Regions from separate parts of the Sus scrofa genome. Here region 2 is linked to region 1. The links are chromatin contacts, called in public HiChIP or PLAC-seq maps. All regions are on one chromosome and are shown on one strand. Each heading gives the region's core, a stretch centred on a gene start, on an enhancer-like site or on the middle of the called end of the contact. The rest is flanking DNA. Distances are from core to core; before and after follow the strand shown.

Evidence for each region. HiChIP or PLAC-seq counts read pairs in DNA pulled down with a chosen protein or histone mark.
Region 2: an H3K27ac HiChIP or PLAC-seq map of alveolar macrophages shows a contact between it and region 1. The contact joins two enhancer-like sites. A contact is called at or near these places in 1 of 47 Hi-C or Micro-C datasets (retroperitoneal adipose tissue) and 1 of 2 datasets of contacts at active chromatin or transcription factors (alveolar macrophages).

Annotation. Positions count from the first base shown.
Region 1 is chr13:146,967,422-146,973,727 of Sscrofa11.1, forward strand. All of the region lies in intron 1 of CD200R1 (CD200 receptor 1), which reads left to right. Among named protein-coding and RNA genes, the nearest start is that of CD200R1, 17 kb to the left of the region's middle. Within about 2 kb of position 1,965, at least 4 of the 83 cell types and tissues checked have an H3K27ac peak or open chromatin away from gene starts, as enhancers often do. A contact at or near this core is called in alveolar macrophages, where this site is marked.
Region 2 is chr13:147,267,693-147,274,066 of Sscrofa11.1, forward strand. SLC35A5 (probable UDP-sugar transporter protein SLC35A5) reads right to left here. Exons shown (of 7, transcript XM_013982457.2): 3 at 5,360-5,458; 4 at 3,704-3,837; 5 at 474-541. Among named protein-coding and RNA genes, the nearest start is that of ATG3, 8.2 kb to the right of the region's middle. Within about 2 kb of position 1,874, at least 4 of the 83 cell types and tissues checked have an H3K27ac peak or open chromatin away from gene starts, as enhancers often do. A contact at or near this core is called in alveolar macrophages, where this site is marked.

The DNA of each region.
Region 1 (6,306 bases), core at 715-3,214:
CCAAACATCCTGTTTGCTATTCAGAAAATAACAAAATTTGTGAGAAAATGGGTAATGCTTTCAATTATTTCTACAGGATGGTAGTACTTTTAAATTATATATCAGAAATAAAATTGTAAATCAGGCTTCCTTCCCACAAAGTTACAAAGTTTATGGATTTTCTGGCTATCGTGGACTTTCATTAGTTCCCAATGTGAAAATCACTGCCTTAGAGGTTGAAATGTAATTAGACTCTTTGGATGACAGTTCATCTTATTTTTAGGACCTCTATAGAAGGAGGCAATTTAATGTCTGTTCTTGCTTGAATTCATTCATAATCTAAAGACTGTTGGGAAATAATAGTTTTATGTCTAATTTATATCCACAATGTGCATTTTTATAAAACACACATACTAACTAAAATGTTAAGGTTGATATTTTAAATTTTCCAGAGCCAGAAAGTTATAGTAAAGATTTCTATACTGTATGGACTTTGCCATACTGGTGTTTAGAAAAAATTTTATACTTAGTGTAGCTAAATAAGTTTGTTCTTGGCAATTTAATTTGAATTTCTGGGTCTTTGTGTGATTAAGATGTCAGTCTCAGAGTTGCATTTATTTTTTTTAAATTTTTTTACATAATGATTTTTTTCTCCATTATAGCTGGTTTATAGTGTTCTGTTGATTTTCTACTGTACTGCATGGTGACCCAGTTACACATACATGTGTACATTCTTTCTTCACACATTATCATGCTCCATCATAAGTGACCAGACATAGTTCCCAGAGCTACACAGCAGGATCTCATTGCTAACTCATTCCAAAGGCAATAGCCTACATCTATTAACCCCAAGCACCCCAGCCATCCCACTCTACCCCCCGACCCCTTGGCAACCACAAGTCTATTCTCCAAGTCCATGATTTTCTTTTCTGTGGAAAGATTCATTTAATAAGTAAGGGATAACTCGTGAATGGTATCCTAAGAACATTACACGCTGAGGTTTTAAACCCAGTAAAAATGAAGCAGCATATCTCTCTTAAAGATTAAAGTTTCCATTTAAAATAAACACAATGGCACAGAGTTATTTTATTGCTTCATTGCCTAATCCAAAATGGTTTAGATCCGTACTCATAATAACTTGCAGGGTTTTGACGTTTGAAAGCTTGAAACACCAAATGAAGAATGAAATAATTATATTATTTGGTTTTCTTTATGTAAAATATCAGAATATTCTCGCAGATTTCAATGTGTTAAAACATATTCAATGTATTTCAATGTATACTGTGTTGTGTTTATGTTAAAGTAGGAAGTTCATTAAATGTTAAAAACTATGAAGATGAAAAGTAAAGATGTAAAGTCCATAATAAGCAATAAGAATAACTTCTAATTAGTTCAATACTAGCATAGAAGCCTCAAGTCCTAGAGAAAAATATCAAAAGAAATGTAAAAATAAAACTATTCTGCATTGTTCTCTTTTACAACTGTATAGTCATCTTTTTGGAACATAGCCAAATATTTTAGTCTACGGTTTTGCTTCAATTTTAGGATTCTTTTAGCTTAAAATTCATTTTATGAAATACCTTACTGCTTTGTTTGTATTCTCCCAAAACCATGTAGATAAATGAAAGAGCGGGAAATCTTTAACTTTTTGTTTCCCATCTTCATACATTAGAAATAATTATCTAAGCAACTACATTAACTATTTAAGTAATGGTGTAATCCATGTTCTATTTTGGTTAATAATAGTTACTGAATCGGGTTTTTTCTTTTTTTATCCTGGGAATGGTTAAATATCAGAAATGCTTACCTCTAACATTTTTAGTCAGTAGAGCTCAGGATTTTACAATACATAAAAACTGTTTTAACAGCAGCAGAAAACCATGTGCTGTTTCTGAGAGCCTTTTTTCACTCACTGGAGGAAGCCTTTGAGTATAGGTTTGCACAGTCATGTCTGTACAGTGTCCACTGTGTGGGTGGTATATACTTGCTCAGGCATATGACAATGACAACTTGGGAAGGGAAACTCAAAGCGAGTGTTCAAAGTGACTAAGAGGTTTCATTTGTAGTCAAATCACAAGACAATCTTACTCCTACTGATGATTTTGACTTACATGGAAAAGGTTTTTTAAAAAATTATCTTCAGCGTCAAGGGCTTTTCATTTGTGTTTTATCTTGTGTTTATTTGTGTAGATGCATGTTTTAATATTATGTATGCTGAAACCTGATGTTTCTGGTATTTTTAATTAAATCGAGGAATAATTTATGTACAGTTAACTGTGTCCATTTAAAAGGTACAATTTGATGAGGTTTGACAGTTGTATTATGTACCTGTGATTATCGTCACAAACAAGATACAAAACATTTCCACTATTCTTCAAATATTCCTCCATGTATATTTGTAGTCTATTCTTGCCTTCATTCCCATCATCTGTAAGCAACCACTGGTCTGCTATTTGTTACCATAGATGAGTCAGCATTTTATATTAGTAGTAGTACTTTGTGTAGTGTGTACTATGTACTCTTTTTTGTCTGCCTTATTTCACTCAAGGGAATGATTTTGAGATTCATCCATGTTGTGTGTGTTCCTTTTCATTGATGAATACTTTTCCATCATAGGGATAACTTGTCTATCTGTTGATTGGCATTTGGGTTGTTTCTAGTCTTTGATCATTGTGAATAAACCTGCTACGAACATTCATGCTCAAATCTTTGTGTGGACATAGGTTTTTATTTCTCTTGGGTCAATACCTAGGATTGGAATGGTGAGGTTATATGTGGGCATGTGTTTGACTTTTGAAAAAAAAATGCAGGAATTTTCTAGTGTAGTTATGCTCTTTTACATTCCCATTGGTAATGTATGAGAGTTCCAATGGCTTCACACTCTTGCCAATTACACATTATCAATCTTTTTAACTTTGGCCATACTTATAGGTGTGTAATCATTATCTTTCAGTGATTTAAATCAGTAGTTCCTCTATGATTACTAATGTGGAACAAATTTTTGTGTATTTATTAGAAGTTTGAATTTTCTTTTTTTGGTGAAGTGTCTGTTCTAGTCATGTGCCTGTTTTTAAAATTGATTTTTAAAATTACTGAATTGTAAAAGTTCTTCACATAGTCTACATAGCAATTTTTTGTTAAATACACATATTGCAAATATTTTATTCTAATCTGTGGTTTACCTTTCATTTTATTAGTGATATTTTTCAAAGAGCAAAATTTTAAAATTTTGATAATGTCCACTTTATCAAATTTTATTTCATCATTAGGGACATACTTCAATAGAGCAGAATAGGGTCTAGAAATGGACTCACACATTTATAGTTTATTGATAATCAACAAAGGTGTGCCTATTCTTTAGCCAATGCCAGACTGCCTTGATTACTGTAGCTTCAGAATGAAGTTTAAAATTAGATGGTATAAATCTTCCAGTCTTACTCATTATTAAACATTGCTTTGACTAGTCTAGGTTCTTTATTTCTATATAAATTTCAGAACTAGCTTCTCAGTTTTCACAGAAAATACTACAAGCTTTTAATTAAGACCATGTAGAAACTGTGGACCAATTTGAGGAGAACTGACCTCTTAACAATTGAATATTTCCATCCAAGAACAAGATACTTATCTTCATCTATACAGGTATTCTTTAATTTATCTCAGTGATATCTTGTGGTTTTCAGTGTACAAGACTTGTGCATCTTTTGTTAAATTTATTCAATAGTTTTTTGCATTATTATAAATAGAATTAATTAAAAATTTTTATTTTTTAATTATGCACTGCTATATATAAAATACAATTATTTAAAAATATAATTAGTGTTTTTATACCATGACCTTGCTAAATTCAATTAATTCTAGGAGTGGTTTTGTAGATCTCTAACCATCATGCCTTCTGCAATTAAAGACAGTTTTATGTTTTTGTTTCTGATCTGTACGTCTCTTTTCCCCTTGCCTTACTGCAATCACTAGAACCTGGATTACAAATTGAAAAGAAGTACTAAGAGCAGAAATTCTTGCTCCGTTCTTAATTTTAGAGGGGAAATATTTCATTAAGTATGATGTTAGCTGTCATATTTTCTTCAATGCTCTTTAAGGGTTTGAAGAGATTAACTTCTATTCCTAGAGTTTTAAAAATAATGAATGAGTGCTGAGTTTTGTCAAATGCTTTTTCTAAATCTGCTAAAATAATCATGTTTTCCCCCTTATTCTATTAATGTGGTCAATTTCATTGATTTTTGAGTATTCAAACTGCATTCCTGAGAAAAACCCTACATGATCATGTTGTATTAAAAACGCTAGATTTGATTTGCTAATATTTTTTGAAAATTTTTATGTTAAATAAGTCTGCTGGTCTTGTTCTTATTTGTAATGCGCTCACCTGGTTTGGGTATAGTTAATTCTACCCTTGTAAAATGAGTACAGAAATGTTTCCTCCTTGTCTATTTTCTGAAGGAATGTTTGTGTAGATCTGATATTACTTTATGAAATGCTTGATTAAATTTGACACTGTAGGGAGTTCGCCTTGTGGCACAGCAGAAATGAATCTGATTAGTACCCATGGGGATGCAGGTTTGATCCCTGGCCTCATTCAGTGGGTTGAGGATGTGGCATTGCCACGAGCTGTGGTATAGGTCACAAATGCAACACAGATGCAGCTCAGATCTGGCATTGCTGTGGGTGTGACATAGGCTGGCAGCTGTAGCTCTGATTCAACCCCTAGCCTGGGAACTTCCATATGCCACGCCTGCAGCCCTAGGGGGGAAATATTTGACAGTGTTGCCAACTTGGTGGGAAGATTTTTCTTTCTTTCTTTTTTTTTTTTTAAGGGCCACACCCACAGCATATGGAAGTTCCCAGGCTAGAGTTGAATTGGAGCTGCAGTTATCAGTCTAGGTCACAACCACAGCAACAACACAGGATCCAAGCTATGTCTGTAAACTACGCCACAGCTCATGGCAACGCTGGATCCTTAACCCACTGAGTGAGGCCAGGGATTGAACCTGCATCCTCATGGATACTAGTCAGGTTCGTTACCACTGAGCCACGATAGAAACTCCAGTGGGAAGATTTTTATCAACAAATTTAATTTCTTTAATAAACATTAGGTTTTTCAGATTATCAGTTTAATTCCAAACAAAGTTTGAAATCTTTACCTCCAGTGAATTTCTCCATTTTATCTGTTATTTAATTTTGGTTAGCATAAAGTAGTTAATACTTGCTTACTATTTTCATAAATATAGTATCTATGTTAATGTTCCTTCTTTCCTGATATTAGATGTTTATGTTTTTTTCTTTTTTGTCTTTTTGCCTTTTCTAGGGCCGCTCCCTTGGCATATGGAGGTTCCCAGGCTAGGGGGCGAATTGGAGCTGTAGCCACCGGCCTATGCCAGAGACACAGCAACACGGGATCCGAGCCACGTCTGCAACCTACACCACAGCTCAAGGCAACACCGGATCCTTAACCCACTGAGCAAGGCCAGGAACTGAACCTGCAACCTCATGGTTCCTAGTCAGATTCGTTAATCACTGGGCCACGACGGGAACTCCTATGTTCTGCTTTTTTCTTGATAAATCTGGGCTATTGGTTTATAAATATCGAACAACTTTTCCAAGAACCAGCTTTTGATTTTGCTAATTTTTATCTTGCTCATTTTCTATTTTGTTGATTTCTGCTCTTTTATTATTTTCTTCCTTTTGTTTTTAGCTGTTTAGGTGGATCTTAATTTTTTTGTTTTGTTTTGTAATTAGTATTTAAAACTATATTTTTTTCTGTAAGCATTGCTATAGCTGCATGTCACAAAACTTGATATTATATACACTTTTATCTATCTTACTTCTTTCACTTAACAATATGTCCTGGAGATCATTCCATAATACTTCATCCTTTTCAAGAGTTTCATTGTACTTCACTTTGTGGATGTACCATAATTTAGAAAACTAGCTCCCTATGGGTGGCTATTTGGGTTATTTCTAAAAATCTTACTATTACAATATTATAATGATCAGCCTAGTGTATATATATTTCTCACTATTGCCTTATTGCCTGCATATCTTTGGGATAGATTCTGAGAAGTGATATTGTTGGATCAAAAGGAAAATGCATATGTAACTTTGCTATTTACTGTCAAATCTTCCTTTTTTTTTTTTTTTTTTTTGTGTGTGCTATTTAGGGCCACACCCATGGCATATACAAGTTCCCAGGCTAGGGGTCTAATCAGAGCTACAGCTGCCAGCCTACACCGCAGACACAGCAACTCTGGATCCTTAACCTGCTGAGTGAGGCCAGGGATCGAATACACACCTCATGGATACTAGTTAGATTCGTTT
Region 2 (6,374 bases), core at 624-3,123, 300 kb after region 1:
AAATCTTCTGCCACGTGGAGCTTAAACCACATACTCATCTCAAGTAGTTTAATAAAAAAAGACTTTGCCACTCCAAACTCCAAATAGCAAATATATTAACCTTATAAACTTCTTGGTTCCCTATTAGTATATAGAGACTCTCCCCCGACCCTGCCCTCCCTAAAAAAGCAAGCTAATGAATTCTGTGTTGAAAATCTGGAACTAAAAATTAAAAGAATTAAAACCCAGTCAATCATCTCTCTCTCTCTTTTTTTTTTTTTGAGATGCTAAGAGAAAACACTTCAAACATTAAATTGCAGAGAATTCAGACAGGGTAACACTTCGGCTGCTTTCCAAATGGTTTAAACAACATGCCCAATACAAAAAGCCAATTAGCAAGAAAATCCTGGCCTTGGGATTCAGAGGGTATATCATCTGAAACAAGGCTGTGCTGTTTTAAAATATGATATATGCTTTCATAACAAGTTACTTACTTCAGCACTATCCTGAATAGAAGAGCTGTTGTTATAATGCTAAAATTTGAGAAGATAACAGCCATGGCCTAGAAAGAAAGAGAAGATAGAGTTACAATACAGACAAAGCACTGACCTCAGAAATCACCCAACCTGGTCGTTCACCTGACAAAAAAAGCTTTTTGGTCAAAACCCAGAGGGGTTATTAGGGCAGCTACTTCACTAGAGGATTAAATTCTATTTTTATTGCTTGTTAAACTTATGCAGATATGATCAAATTATTCTACAGACTTTGAAAATGTGTGGAAATTCAGCATATACCTGAGTAAATAATATCAATAGGCAGATCTGGAAATACTTATAAACGCGAAAGGTTTAGGTTCAGAAATAAGTTACCATGATTATAAAGCATACTTTTTCAAGCTCTCAAAGTGCTTTATAGACTTTTAACACTGATTCTGTGGGTAGACAGAAGGCAGGTACTTACTGTTAGGCTCTTTTCTTTCTTTCTTTTTAAGGCTCATTTATTTCTGAAGAAAATGGAGGTATAGGTTTGTAAGCATTTTTAGTGGTCTAGAAATTAAATCAATTTACTGTGTTGAACTGTAGTGACTCAATAGTTTGGTAGTGATTTGGTAGTGATTCACAACCAAACTCGTATTTGACAGTCCTTTGGAGTTATTCATACTGCTCTAAACACTTAGAAATGACAGTGAGATTTTTATAAAGGTTTGTTTTTGTGGATTCAGTCACATTTCACATAGAAGGATATTAATCTAAACATGTATACATTGGGCCTGGAAAGTATGAAATTTCTCACTGCCCCCATAATCGGATCTGACAATAATTTTAAAAAACAAATACTACTGTTTTAGTTCATCCTGCCTTCCTCCTTGCTGTCACTTTAAATTGATCAAACCCTAAAGAGTATGCACAATCTCATATATCCAGCAAACATGACTAATACGCAGCTGAGTTAAAGAAATACAAGTGAATCCAATAAAAAGTAGCAAAAATCCCCAAAACACATCACTCTCTTTCTCCTGAATTTTTATGGAAATCCACCATTTTAAGATTTTGTCCATAGACAAATGGTTGCTAATCCCTGGTGTGGAGAAGAGTAAAAGGAGATGAGAAAAGAAAAGTAGGTGGCTGGTAAGACTGGGGAAGTGGTGGCTCTGATCAATCACAGTAACCAAGGTGCAATGTGTAAATGTACCTAACAAAGCAGCCTGCTGGCCTGTGAATTGTGTCAACTCTTTCCAAACAATAGCATAGAATAAACGAAGTATCGGAGCTCTTTGCCCAGGAACTTTCATGCATTTCTGTTTAATTCTTTCCAACGAGGCTTGGGCACAGCAATGCACAGAATATGCCAAGTATTTTATTTTGTAATATATGTGATTGCACACAATCAGGAAGGAAGAGCAAGGCAATAAGTTGTAAGAACAGGAAGTTGCGATCTTGCTTTGGTACGCGGGATTTAGGAAAGGGATATACATTTATAGCTAGTCTGTTGCATAGAAATTAAATACAAAAAATATATACTTATTGAATGTGAATGATATGTTGTTGGGTACAGGAATTCTCAGTTGTGGAAAACTAAATGAAAGCAAGAATTCATGAGAGGACACATTTTAGATGGAATGAACACTTACTAATGAAATCGATCACAGAGCTGAAAGGAACTTCAAGTGGTCCCCCGGCTCAGGCTCAAGTCCTTGCCTTTGGGCCAATATGGTAACATTATTCTATTTTACAGATGGGCAACTGATACTTAGAGTAGGTGGCCTTGCCTGGTTCCGTATCTATTAAATTGTGCAAAAGAATCAAACTCCTATTTTCTACCTCACAGCCCTCTTGATCCCTCCTTTCTTCCCACTCTCAAACTGATTTGGCTATACTTCAAATAGATGACTAGTGTCAACAGAAATTCTATTTCCTTTTTTTTTTTTTTTTTGTCTTTTTGCCTTTTCTAGGGCCACTCCCGTGGCATATGGCGGTTCCCAGGCTAGGGGTCGAATCGGAGCTGTAGCTGCTGGCCTATGCCAGGGCCACAGCAACACGGGATCCAAGCCGTGTCTGCAACCTACACCACAGCTCACGGCAACACCGGATCCCTAACCCACTGAGCAAGGGCAGGGATCGAACCCGCAACCTCATGGCTCCCAGTCAGATTCGTTAGCCACTGTGCCACGATGGGAACTCCAGAAATTCTATTTCTAATCAAAATGCCTGAATTTGCACTTTAAAGAAATACACTTTGTTAGCAATAGTAATAGAAACCTTTATTTTATAAAATGAAAACATACAGGGAAAATGTGTACATCTGATTCAAACTGAGTAATAGGTAAAAGCAGAAGATCAAACTTTATTTCTGTTTATTAATAGCTCTTGCACAGAAGAGGTCAGGAGAGATGAGAAGTGTTCCTAGTATTATTAGTTATTCACAGCGTTTAGATTGGGAGGGTATAACCTCTACCCTTAAAGGACTTGGTTAAATGACAGGTCTAACAGACAAGAAAATCACAATGGAATACATATAAACTACATTAAAACAAGTGTAAGAAAGGGCAGTACACTGAGTGTATAATTTTCTGAGTTAATCATGGAAGTCTGCTTGGTGGTCCTGGATGTTGAGATTAATATTAGAAGCAGGTGCCTACAAAATAGCTCAGAAAATAGGTAATTTGGTTAAGGTTACACAGGGAGATGGCTCTAGACTCAGTGGTCAGAAGCAGCTCCCATAGAACAGCCAGCACAGTTTAATACAGTTATTTATTTATTTATTTATTTTGTCTTTTTAGGGCCATACCCACAGCATATGGAGGTTCCCAGGCTAGGGGTCAAATTGGAGTTTCAACCACTGGCCTACACCACAACCACAGCAACGTAGGATCCGAGCCACATCTTTGACCTACACCATAGCTCAAGGCAACGCTGGATCCCCAACCCACTGAGCAAGGCCAGGGATCAAAACTGCATCCTCATGGATACTAGTCAGGTTCGTTAACCACTGAGCCACGATGGGCTCAGATAACTCCTAATACAGTTATCTTTACCAGTGAGAGAGTTGACAAGCAGACTGGTTAAGTCAGTACTCAGATGCTTCTGGTTAAACCTCAGGAAGGCCAGTGAGGCAATAAGAAACTAACAATGCCAAGGAAAAAATGATTTAAAAGAAGAAGAAAGTTAATTTTGAGGTTCACTTCTGTTTTTCCAGTGCTATATTCTTTGTCATTATTACTTACAGGCTGAAGATAGGAAAGGACATAGAAGACAATCAAATTATCCAGGTAATAAAGAAAGGCAGGAACGGACCACTTCATGATATTAAAGAATTTCTTCCAGGAACCACATCTTAAGGTTCTATTCTGACGATCTTCTAAAGAAAGAAATACAGAAATAAATATATTATCTTAAGAACGCACATTTTTAGAGAAAGTAAATTGTATTTGATTTCTGATACAATTCTTAAAAAAAGGTTTAATGAACTTGCTTTCAAAGCGACTATTAACCTTGAGAAATCAAAGACAATATAGGATTTCATTACTGTCTTTCTTCAATGCATCACTGTGCCCATGCAGCAACACCTCAGGAATACTGATTTCCTTAACTCCTGCTAACTTGAGATAGACATAGATGTATCACTTAAGGCAGCAACTCAGAATACACTTACAGTTTTTCTTACTATTCTGAACATAAAGCTAAAAGAATTAAATAAGTAGAAAAGTAAGCATTTGTGCCGGGATATTTTTTTCCTTGGGAGCTGTGGGAGAGATCAAGAAAGGGAACTATTAGATGAAAATTTATATATATGGGAGTAGAGAAAATTAACTTTTACTCATCCTAGTATGAATTATTATCCTATCTCTAGGTTTCCAAAAACTTAGGAAGGTACTTTAACAGAGAGAAAGGACAGAAAACAACTTAAGTTTAAGCTGTATATATAATGCATAAATTTCATGAGATTAAGAAATGTATTCCATTAACTAGAAATTTTGTACTGGTTGAAACCTTTGAGCATGAAAAAACATCTCTTGGGCCAGTCCTTTAATACTCTAAATTCTATGTTTGCCTGAAGCGGGAAGGCAGATCAGAGCAGGAGAGTGAGCTAAGGTTCAATAATCAGAGAAATAATACATTTTAGGAGCCACAAAAGGCTACATCCTTTAGATCTGATGAAGGATTAGTAGTATCCTTATTTAATAGCTGATGAAACTGGTAAAAGTAAAATAATCTGCCCCAGAATACAGTCTGACTCTGATGCACATGCTGCCTCCCCTAAAGGAAATAAGAGACCTTTGCAGTGCACTACATATCAAGTTAGACAGCAGCAATTTAGATAATCCTGAATTTGAGTAAAAACTAACTTGCTGTGTGACCCATCACAGGAATAAGTCAAGAGGCAGAACACTGGACAGGCGCTGGGACCCGTGGGTTGGAGTCTGGGCTCTGCCCCCTCTTAGAACCACCTAATACTTTCTCTCTGAGTCTGCGTCTCACCTAAAAAACATAGGTAACCTAACCTATGCTTGTATCTTTAGCATCTTCATATATAAATTAGTGGGCCAGTCTAATATAAAATGTTTCTTTCAATTTTAATATTTTTTCATTCTGTGATTTTTAACAATGTATTAGTAGCATTTCAAAACTCAACTTTCTTTCTTGTTTTGTTTTTTAGGGCAGCTCCTGTGGTATATGGAAGTTGCAGGCTAGGAGTCCAATCGAAGCTGCAGCAGCTGGCCTACACCACAGCCACAGAGATGCAGGATCCGAGCACAACCTTCAATCTATACCACACTGGATCCTTAACCCACTGAACGAGGCCAGGAATGGAACCCAAGTGTTCATGGATACTAGTCATGTTTGCTACCATGAGCCATGACGGGAACTCCAAGACTCACCTTTCTTTATAACCCAGAAAGACACAAGCACACAAAAAACCAGCTTCACCAGTTCTGAGCACATATTCACAGTAGTTGGAAGATAATCATATTTGTTTTCTGAAATGTAACAAAAATGTTTAATTATCAATTTTGTTCTATACAATGTATACATACAATTAATAATTTAGAGCTGTTTCTAAACTTAAAAGTTGGATTTTAATACCAGTTACATTAAAATTCATACTACTGGCTTTGCTCTTTTGGATTTTTTTAATCAGTTCACCTAATGTGTAGGCTATCTCTACCTCATTCAGCATCTTATTATCCTTGAAACTGCAGAACATGGCTCTCATGTTTTAATTTAAGTTACTGATAAATGTGTTGAGGAGGCTAGGGCAAAAGGCAAAGGAAGCTTTGTGGCATGTCATTATAGACTACCCTTTAAACTGACCATTAATTAACACAGGGCCTGACTCATCAAACAGCTATCAACTTATGTGACTGAATTATTACCCAGCTCACGGTTCCTCTTGTGTGACTTGCTTGCCTTACTAAAATCAATGTACACTCTGTGAAACCTATAACTCAATTTTTCTGTTTCATATCATGGTAGACAAGGAAAACAATATTTGTTTGGCATGTGACAAATAGTACGTTGGAGTAATAGATGGAAGCTGCTAGAGACAAGTGGCCCAGGGGATGAGGCAGACAAATACACTGACACACCCAAACCCACTGACATATAAGGAAGCTACCCAACTTACAAGTCAATCTAATTAAGAAATGAGGCTCGGTTAGTATACTGCAATCTTAGCTGTTATCGCTGTCTTTCCTATTTTTTTGCTTTTTTTTTTTTTTTTGTGGGGGTGGGTGCACCTACAGCATATGGAAGTTCCCAAGCTAGGGGGTCCAATCAGAGCTACAGCTGCCAGCCTAGGCCACAGCCACAGCAACGTGGGATCCGAGCTGCCTCTGTGACCTACACCACAGCTCAAGGCAACACTAGATCCTTAATCCACTGAGTGAGGCCAGG